2 separate regions of the Mus musculus genome follow, and region 1 is linked to region 2. The links are chromatin contacts, called in public promoter capture Hi-C maps. All regions are on one chromosome and are shown on one strand. The core of a region is the stretch at or near the end of the contact, and the rest is flanking DNA. Distances in the headings are between cores, read along the strand shown. Region 1 holds the start of Slc37a2 (solute carrier family 37 (glycerol-3-phosphate transporter), member 2). Region 2 holds the start of Tmem218 (transmembrane protein 218).

Region 1 (4,223 bases), core at 910-3,409, 48 kb before region 2:
GAAACTCAGAAGCAGCTGAAACTGATACTTGGTGGCTAAAATGGCTAATACCATTGAGTGTCTTCATCCCACGTGCCTAATACTGAACCAAGTAATTAGAGGGCTGCCGGTCAGGAGTTAGGATCTTCTCCTTTGGTGGCTGACTGAGTGGCTCCTCCCTTCCTCATTTCTTCAAACACCGGTCACATCTCACAGGGTTTGAGAACATGCTGTGTGGGGGTGTCAGATACAACAGGAAGATGAGACAGGAGTGGAGAGGTGCTGTTAGTGGGGAGAAGGATTACCTGGGTTGTAATATCCCTCTGTGTCAGTCTCAAGCAGCAGGAAGCAGAGAGCATCCAGGTCACCTACAGGAGCAAGTGATAGACATGCCCCATGTGCCATCCTAATGCCTGGACAGGGAGTCATGGCTCGAATCCATAGGCAGCAAAGACTGTTTGAGCTCTGCTCCTTAGTACTTGTTGGCACATAATGGGGCATACATACTCTTACAGCCTCAGAGCACTTAGAGTAAGAGCTTATGAGCACCGTACAGTTCCAGCACTCAGCAGATGCAACTATGGAAGATACCAGCACACCTCTAGAAAAGCATGTGAAACAAACAGTGTGACTATCTTTCAAGTGGAGAGACAGCTGTCTTCCACTGCTGAAGTCTAGCTAGCACCACAGAAGCGCTGGCAATAGTCTCTCCATTCTTCCACTGATGTCTACTTACTGAATAACCTCGCATGGCTGCAGCTTCCTTGGTTCATTTGTATGGCAACCAGATCCTTCTCTTAGTCCTCTAGAAATCAGTAGCTGCCATTCTGAGGATGCCAGCTCACTCTGTGTGTCTTCTGTTTAATCAGGAGTGTTTGCCACCTGGGTTTGAAGTGCCCAGGGCAGATGAGAGCTTAAAGTCATGTTACCTATTTTGATACCCATGTATGCCCCACTTCACTAAATGGTAAAAAAGGGATGTGGAGTTTATTTATTTAGTGTGTGTATGTATGTCTATTTTATTTGGTACATTTGCCTGTGTATGCACATATGATGGCCAGAATAGGACCCTGAGTGTCTTCTGTCATTCTCCATTATTGTCTTACAACAGGGTTTCTTACTGAATAACAGACACTCGGTTTGGGGGGCTGGCTGGCTGGCCAGTGAGGCTTTCAAGCTCTACTTGTCTTCCTCTCCTAGTGCTGAGGTCAGTGGCCTGGGCAGCCATGCCTGCTTTTTTATGTGCATGCTGGAGATTCAAACTCCGGTTCTCATGCTTGCACAGGAAGTGCTCTTACTGAGCCATCTCCCTAGACCCTGTACTTAGGGATTTCACTGAATTGTACTACATGATACTCTTGGTTTCCAGCATTTTACACGACATGGCATTTGTGCCTCCTGCCTATTGCCTTCTCCTTCCTCTAATCCTTTACCCCTGCCCTTGACTTGTTGCCTTTATTTCTGGCACTAGACCCATACTCCCAACTGCTGGTATTATCCAAGGGTTTTATAACTCTGCTTACCCTTTTTCTGCTTGATACCAGGGCTGACAAGCCAAGCCCATTATCCTGAGTCCACTGTTTGGTGGAGTTGTTACTGCACCTCCTTGACCTTGCTCTGAATACTGGACACTCCTAAGAGTTAGGAGTGGGTGGGGTAAGGGCTAAACCCATTCCTATTTTATGTACTATTAAAAAGTTTACTTTTGAGGCGAATACTTTCCCTTTCCACCCTCAGTATTTTGCCCTTGGTTTCGTACACAAGAATCTCGTCGCAGCTTCTTTTTATAGGTGGAAATTTACTCTGAATCTTTAAGCTAGAGGCAGTCATTTTTATGAGCACGGAAGACCCTTGTAGCTCTTCACTGCCACCTGGCTGCGTGCCTGGAAAGTGGAGATTGGAGTATTGGCAACATAGTTAGTTACTGGCTAGTGGAGCTTTAGGAAAGCTCCAGCAGACTCAGTGAACTCAGATTCGTCTGAGCAAGCAGAACCAGAACCTGAGAGGTGGGTTTGGGGATCATTTTCCTCCCTGAGACACTTCCAGGGCTCCCAAAGAGAGCCCGCAGATCATGAGTCAGCGCGGTGGTCCCACTGCGTTCACTTACACAGAGCACCGGATTTGCTTTGTGTCAGGGCACAGAACTGCTCAAGACAGGTAGCACTGCAGGAAACCCAACGTCACACAGAGTTGATGACTTGTAGGACTGCTGTTTTCAGTTCCCCATCCCCTCGTGGGTAGTGAAATGGAAAAGCCCAGACAAGAAAGAGGAGCCCCAGGAAACTCAAGACTGCTGGTTTCTGACTAGGAGAGAAAGTTCGAGAAAACAGATGGCAGTACATAGAAAACAGTGGCTAGTGAGCACAGAGGGATAGCTAGGACTTGCACTCGGCGCGACCTAGAGGGCAGGCCGGTCATGTTCAAGGGGCGGAGGCTCTGGCCATGGGCCTGCCTGGGGCGGGCCAGTCGGCGGGGCATTTAAATCGCTGCCGCCGCTGGCCGGGACGCGCGCCGGCTCTGCACCCTCCATAGTCTCAGCTTCGAGTGCCGGCGCCTCAAGATGCGGTCCTCCCTGGCTCCTGGTGTCTGGTTCCTTCGCGCCTTCTCTAGGGACAGCTGGTGAGCAGGGCTGGGGAGGGAGGCTGCCAAGACGCGCAGAGACTTGCTCGGGCGGCGGATGTTTCTGCTTGTCCCTGGAGTGGGGGATGGGGTTCTAGTTCTATCTGGCAGGGCTCCTTCGGTGGCGCAGGCGTGGAAGTTTAGTAACACAGAACTATTAATTCCACATTAGCCCAGACTTCTGTCTAACCCCGGTGAAGAACAAACAGGGTGCCTAGGAGTCTTCATCCTTTTTGGTTTGCCACCCCGTATCTGCAAACACAAGCGCACAAGCGGGTACCTGTGGAGTGCCTCCAAGTCTTATCTGTGTATTTGGAGGATCCGGATTTGCCTTTGAGGAACCCAGGCCAAGAACTGGTAGAATATAAATGGAGCCAGAGAGCTTAAGGCCCCTATTGATTAGATTAGTTAACAAGCCAGAAATCACTGGTTCTATTAAGCCTGTCTGACCCTTCCAGTCTCAGGGATACCTAGCTAGGGCAAGATCTCTGGGATCAGAGCTGCAGCTGCTCCAACACTGGGTGGTCACCCTTAAAAGCATGAGCTGGCATTGACAGCAGCTGCTCCCAGGACCACAAGGTCACCCTTGTGCTGGGAGAAGAGGTTTTAGCCAATCTCCATTGAGCTTTTGGAGCAGTGTACTTGGTCTGCAAGAGGTGGGGAAGGAAGAGTGTTAAAACATTTTGTTAGTTACCGTCATTTATAAACTATAAAACTTAACAAAATAGCCAGTTGCTGGCTTCTAAAAAAAACAAAACAAAAACAAAACAGATGACACAGCAATCTCAAATCTAAATTCTCAAACTAAACTAAGGGTCAGATTGGGCAGATACTTAGTCATCAATTTGGCCTGGTTTTAAAATAAGTCATTTTGTTTCAAGGTCTCTCAGGCTAATAATCATCTAAAACATTCTTTAGATGGTTTATGTGGTCCTTTCTACATTTGGAACTATTAAACAGTTTTATGTTTTCAGAAAGAGAGAAAATGTCTCTCAAAAGGAGATGAACACGAGAGTGAGAGCGTGTACTGCCCTCATAATGAAGGAGCTAGAAGATGTCATAATTGGGTAGAAAGAGAATTCAAGGGGAGGGGAGAGTTGCCGTAAGGTGGATGTGGATGGTAGCGATGGGCGCACAGTACACTTGCTGTCCCTGACTTTAGCTGCCCTGACTTTACATTTAAAGGTGGTTGAGATGATAAGGTTTTGTGCTATGTATATTTTACCACAATTTTAAAAAGCATAATATAAATAAGCTCATTTATACATTAAGACTCTTGAAGCTGTCTCACTAGTGGACATATTTTATATGACTTATCAATTAGCTGCAACTTCAGAGACTAAAATTGCTCAATGTCAAGAAAAACTAAAATCAGGATAAATGACAGACTAGAGTCAGATAATCTGGAAAGTTTTCTCTCTGTAAAACATCCTTTTCTTTGTAGACTCCATTTCAGGTTTGTTTTTTTTTAATCTCTAAGAAAAAATTTTGATCACACAATAAAGTGGGTCTCCTTAGATCTAATCTCATGGTTTACTTATGTACAGCAAAAACATTAATTAACCAAATAGGTCATGATCAGTGCTCTTGGGAGTTTTCATAAGGAATCTTTTTAAGAAAAATTT
Region 2 (4,568 bases), core at 454-2,953:
TTTATGACACTAGGGGTAGAACTCAGGGTCTCACGCATGCTAGGTGTGACTGTGCCATCTGAGCTACAACCCCAAGTCTTGGGAATAGCTAAATTATTTGTTAGTGAGATTTGATTAAAACAAACAAACAAAAATGTCCATTTACTTAAGACACAGAATACCATCCAAGTATTCTCTGAGAGTTGATGCTTAAGCCGACACAATTTTAAGAGTCAATTCGTTAGAAACAAGTAACCTAGAGTAGGAAAAAAACAATTTGTATAAATTTAAACACATTGTGTAGCAGTTGACAAAAGCAAGACAAGGTCAGGTGCTTTGTTGTTTGTTTTTCTCCCTGTGATGGAGACTGTGAGGTTCCTTATAAAGTTCTCCGGACCCTTTTGAATCTATATGTCTTGAATTCTTCCTCCACCTAAGGTTGGTTTGACAGCCCCTTTCACCCAATTTCCAGGGGAAAACAAACAAACAAAGAAACAAACATCCTGCACCCTGGGTTCATTGGATGAAAATCCTGCCCACCACCAGGCTGAGGATCTTTGGTTGTTTTTGGTTTTTGAGACAGGGTTTCTTTGTGTACCCTTGGCTGTCCTGGAACTAGATCAGGTTGGCCTCAAACTCAGAGAACTCTCAGCCTCTGTGATTAAAGGCATGGGCCACCTCTGCAAGACAAGCTGAGAATCTTAAGGGAGAAAACTAATACCTGTCTCAGAGGACAGTTTGCTGTCTGGGGCAGATGGAAATTACAGATAAGGCAGTGTGGTGTAAGGCTGCTGGTGGATGATACCTTGCCCGTACCCCAAATTTCAGGACCAAGTCCTTGAACGCAATAGAAATGGTAGGTTACTGGACAGGATTGCCTTTCTGGAGATATCTTTTTTTCCCGGGTAAAGCTTTGTACACTTGGCTAGCCTCGAACTCACAAAGATTTGACTGCCTGTGCCTCCAGCCTGCTGGGACTAAAGATTAACGCCACTACTACGCCCAGCTCTCTTTTTAACTTTTTTTTTTTTTAATTGCTTATTCCAAACCTTCAAAAATAGTTAGAATGGCCTGATGTGGTAGTACACATCTGTCATCCTAGCATTCAAAAGGCTGGGTGGGGCAAGAGGACCGACCATAAGTTTGAGGCCTGCCGGGGATATTGAGCAAGGCCTATCCCCAAAATCAACAAACTGGAGGAGTGAGAGCCTACACTTTTTTTTTTTTTCCTACTTTAGAAACTTCAGCCTCGTTTGGGTTTTAAAACATTAGGCTAATGCCTCCTAATCTTTGTTGGTTAATCACATGCACCTCTGGGCAAAATCAAATGTCACGACCCCTAAAGACCAGGTGACACCTGACTGACAGAAAGAGGGTGCTTCAGCGTCCTGCCCTTTTTACTGGGCAGGCAGCGATTCAGTCTGCAGGGTTCACCACACATCAGCTCCCAGCACCGCAGCTGGGAACACTGGGGACTGAGCAGTAATCCCAGGCCTGCGGCCAGGATGACCTTCGGTGGCCCGCGCGCCTCCCGCCCTCACCTTCCAGGCGTCTGGGGCCAGCCTCCGGTCCTCACCCGGCTCTCAGGTTCCTCACCAGGACTCACCCCTCGCTCTCTGTCCCCTTCATCCAGGCTTTGGTCTACTTTGGACGAATCACAAGTAGGGGCTCATTTAAGAAATTTAAGATGGACCAATCAAAGCCGCCCTTTCAGCACTTAAGGGCGTCCTCAATAGCTGACGTTGGCTGTGGCTCCAGGCAACGCAAAGCGTGGTGGGTGGGTGGTGTGTACGTCAGTCTCCTTTACGTCCTCCCATTGGTCTATATGTACTGTCCTCAGTTTCAATTGGATAGCAATGCTTGTCAATCACACCTTGGTAAGGATTAAACCCTTGGACAACAACGGGAAGACCGTTTAATAGCTTCTTGCTTTCGCGATTGAGATTGCTCCGACCGATCACAGAGAGCTGTTCCGCGGTCTAGACACCAATTCCTGCCCCGCTATCTATCTGATGACCAGTCCGCAGGAGCCTGGGATTGTGGGGACAATCAAATCGGCTTGGCATTTCAGGATCCCTAGAATCCCTCCTGAATTGAATGCAGATCACTAGTTAAAATAACAACACATTCTCCTTACTGGGCCTTATTTTATTGGTAGTTTTTCTTCCTTTAGGTTTTGACATGTACCGACAAGGCAAGGATCAATGAAACCAAGAGACAGACTTGGGAAGAGGCCCGAGGTCACATAAACCCTTTTCCCTTCTTGCCACCCTATACTGGCAGCTGGTCCACATGTGTGGAAGAGTGTTCTTCCCTAACTGCTACCCAGAATGTGTCAAGATTTTGTATGCAGGCTATAGGGTGTCTGATCAAAAGATCAGGCCAGTGAATGGAAACCGGTCAAAGTTTGCATCCTTCGTCGTGCAAGCGTGAAGGGAAAACAAAAGCAATATAAGATTTGTGAACTGCGGTCCTGGAAGCTGTGTCCTTAGACAAAATTGGGCCTGGATGTATTCTATCTGCCTGCTCGACTGCCTGCCTGTCTCTGTGTCTGTCTCTCCCTCTCTCCCTCTCTCCCTCTACTTCTTTCTCTCGTCCCGTCCCTTCTCTCCAGATTCTCACTATGTAACCCTGGCTGTCCTGGAACTCATTATGTCAACCAGGCTGGCCTCGAACTCACAGATGTGTCTGCCTCTGCCTTCCTAGTACTGGTATTGAAGGCATGAGTCACTAGCCTGGCTTTCAGTGCACTCTTTTTCTGAATTATGAATGAAGTGGAGGCTGATTCAGTTTTCTTGACTGTAGAGACCTATAGGTCCTTACCTCTTTAACGACTGAACGTTAGCTGCCTTATTGAGGAGCTATGCTATTGTTACTGTAACTATGTACTATTAGAAACTGAGAGGATACACAAGAAATAAAATGTTACTCTTGTCTTAATGAGTTTTACATAGTTTTGTAATGGCAGGTCAAGGACACAAGGTGTAGATCTAATTTATAGTTAGTTACTCCAGAGGATAGCACACATGAGAACACTTGGATGTTTAAACTTTTATTTCCTGTGTATGCATGTTCTGCCTACATGCTGCATGTGTACCACCTGCATGCACATATCCCTAAAGGTAAGAAGAGGTTGTGCCAGTTTCCATCCCTTTCCAGCAGTCTGTCTAACTATGAACCCATCTAAGGTAATTAACTCACTGATGAGGCCTCAGGATGCAGTCACTCTTAAGCTCATCAGAGCCAGCCTTTGACATCCAAGCCATAACAAACTTTGTTAGACAGTTTTTTTTTCTCTCCCAAGCAAACAAAAGCAAAAGCAACTCGGAGTAATGTTTAGTTGTCTTTCTCAAATGTGTAAAATCATTTGTTCTTGATAGAGGCGGGGGGGGGGGGGCAAAATAAGCCATTAGGTGTTTTAAGTTAATACAAACTATGATCTCATGGGGACATTTGAAGTTTGCCTGTATGTTTTTTAGTTATCAAAGTGTTCTCTGGTCAGGTGTGGGGAACACCCGTGTTCCTCAAATTTAGGAAGTTGATGCAGGAGGATCACCATAAATTCAAGGCTGGCTTAGGTTATGCTATATGGCATTTTCAACCTATGAGTTGTGATTCCTTTCAGGGTCGAACAGCCCTTTCACAGGGGTCACCTAAGACCATGGGAAAACACAGATATTTACATTATGATTCATATCAGCAAAATTGCAGTTATGAAGTACCAACAAAAAATAATTTCATGGTTGGGGGTCACCATAGCATGAGCAATTGTATTAAAGAGTCACAGCATTAGGAAGGCTGAGAACCACTGAATCTTCTCTCAAAAGGAAACAAAGCTGGGCATGATGACACCTTTAAGTTCAGAACTCAGGAGGCAAAGGCAGAGACAGATGCAAGTAGACCTCTTGAGTTCCAGGCAGCCTGGTCTACAGAGCAAGTTGCAGGACACCCAGGACTACACAGAGAAAAAAAAAATCCTGTCTCAAAACAACAATTCCACCCCCAACACACACAAAACCCAAACCTTTTCTGCGTGAGAGCCATGATTTTTTTGTGTGTATGTCTTCTCAAAAGAAAAACACTTTGTTATGTGAAACTCAAATTCCTATGGCCATAACTGACATTTGACTGCCAAATAGGCGTGCTCGTTTGTTTTTTATGTTGGTTGTGCCTAGTTTCTCCACAACAATGAAAGTTGAGCATTATCAGAGACTACAGGGTTCAAAGTCTAAAATAGTTCTGGGGGTTTTAAGAAAAAGTTGATCTTCTTACCTTAGGTGTCTGCAGTAAAGTCTGCAGTGTTACACATCTGTAGGGTAAACACTAGGGAAACTGAGGCAGGAGGATCTCAAGTGTGAGAGCAGCCCAGGTTACACAGCAAGTGAGAGGCCAGTTGGGACTTTACATTGAGACCCTAACTCAATAAATCAACAAAACATTGATGTTTACAATGAATCAGCTGTAAGTGGTTATTGGAACTAAACCACCCTTCCTTAGATGCCAGGCAGTATTATTTTATCTCAGATTGGTGGAGATTGTTACCTCTAATCTAAAATTATAAACTTAGTGGACAGAGAAAGTTCTAGAAG

The links. Capture Hi-C pulls out chosen DNA fragments and counts their contacts.
Region 1: a promoter capture Hi-C map of adipose tissue shows a contact between it and region 2. The contact joins the promoter of Slc37a2 here to the promoter of Tmem218 in region 2. A contact is called at or near these places in 10 of 39 promoter capture datasets (the C10 cell line, cranial neural crest, embryonic stem cells and 5 more), 4 of 484 Hi-C or Micro-C datasets (CD8 T cells, bone marrow-derived macrophages, natural killer cells and 1 more), 3 of 115 datasets of contacts at active chromatin or transcription factors (CD8 T cells, bone marrow-derived macrophages and embryonic stem cells) and 3 of 9 other capture datasets (adipose tissue, liver and macrophages).

What each region holds. Positions count from the first base shown.
Region 1 is chr9:37,253,674-37,257,896 of GRCm38.p6, reverse strand. Slc37a2 (solute carrier family 37 (glycerol-3-phosphate transporter), member 2) reads left to right here and starts at 2,159. Exons shown (of 19, transcript NM_001145960.1): 1 at 2,159-2,598. The coding sequence starts at 2,540.
Region 2 is chr9:37,205,358-37,209,925 of GRCm38.p6, reverse strand. Tmem218 (transmembrane protein 218) reads right to left here and starts at 1,703. Exons shown (of 4, transcript NM_025464.3): 1 at 1,521-1,703.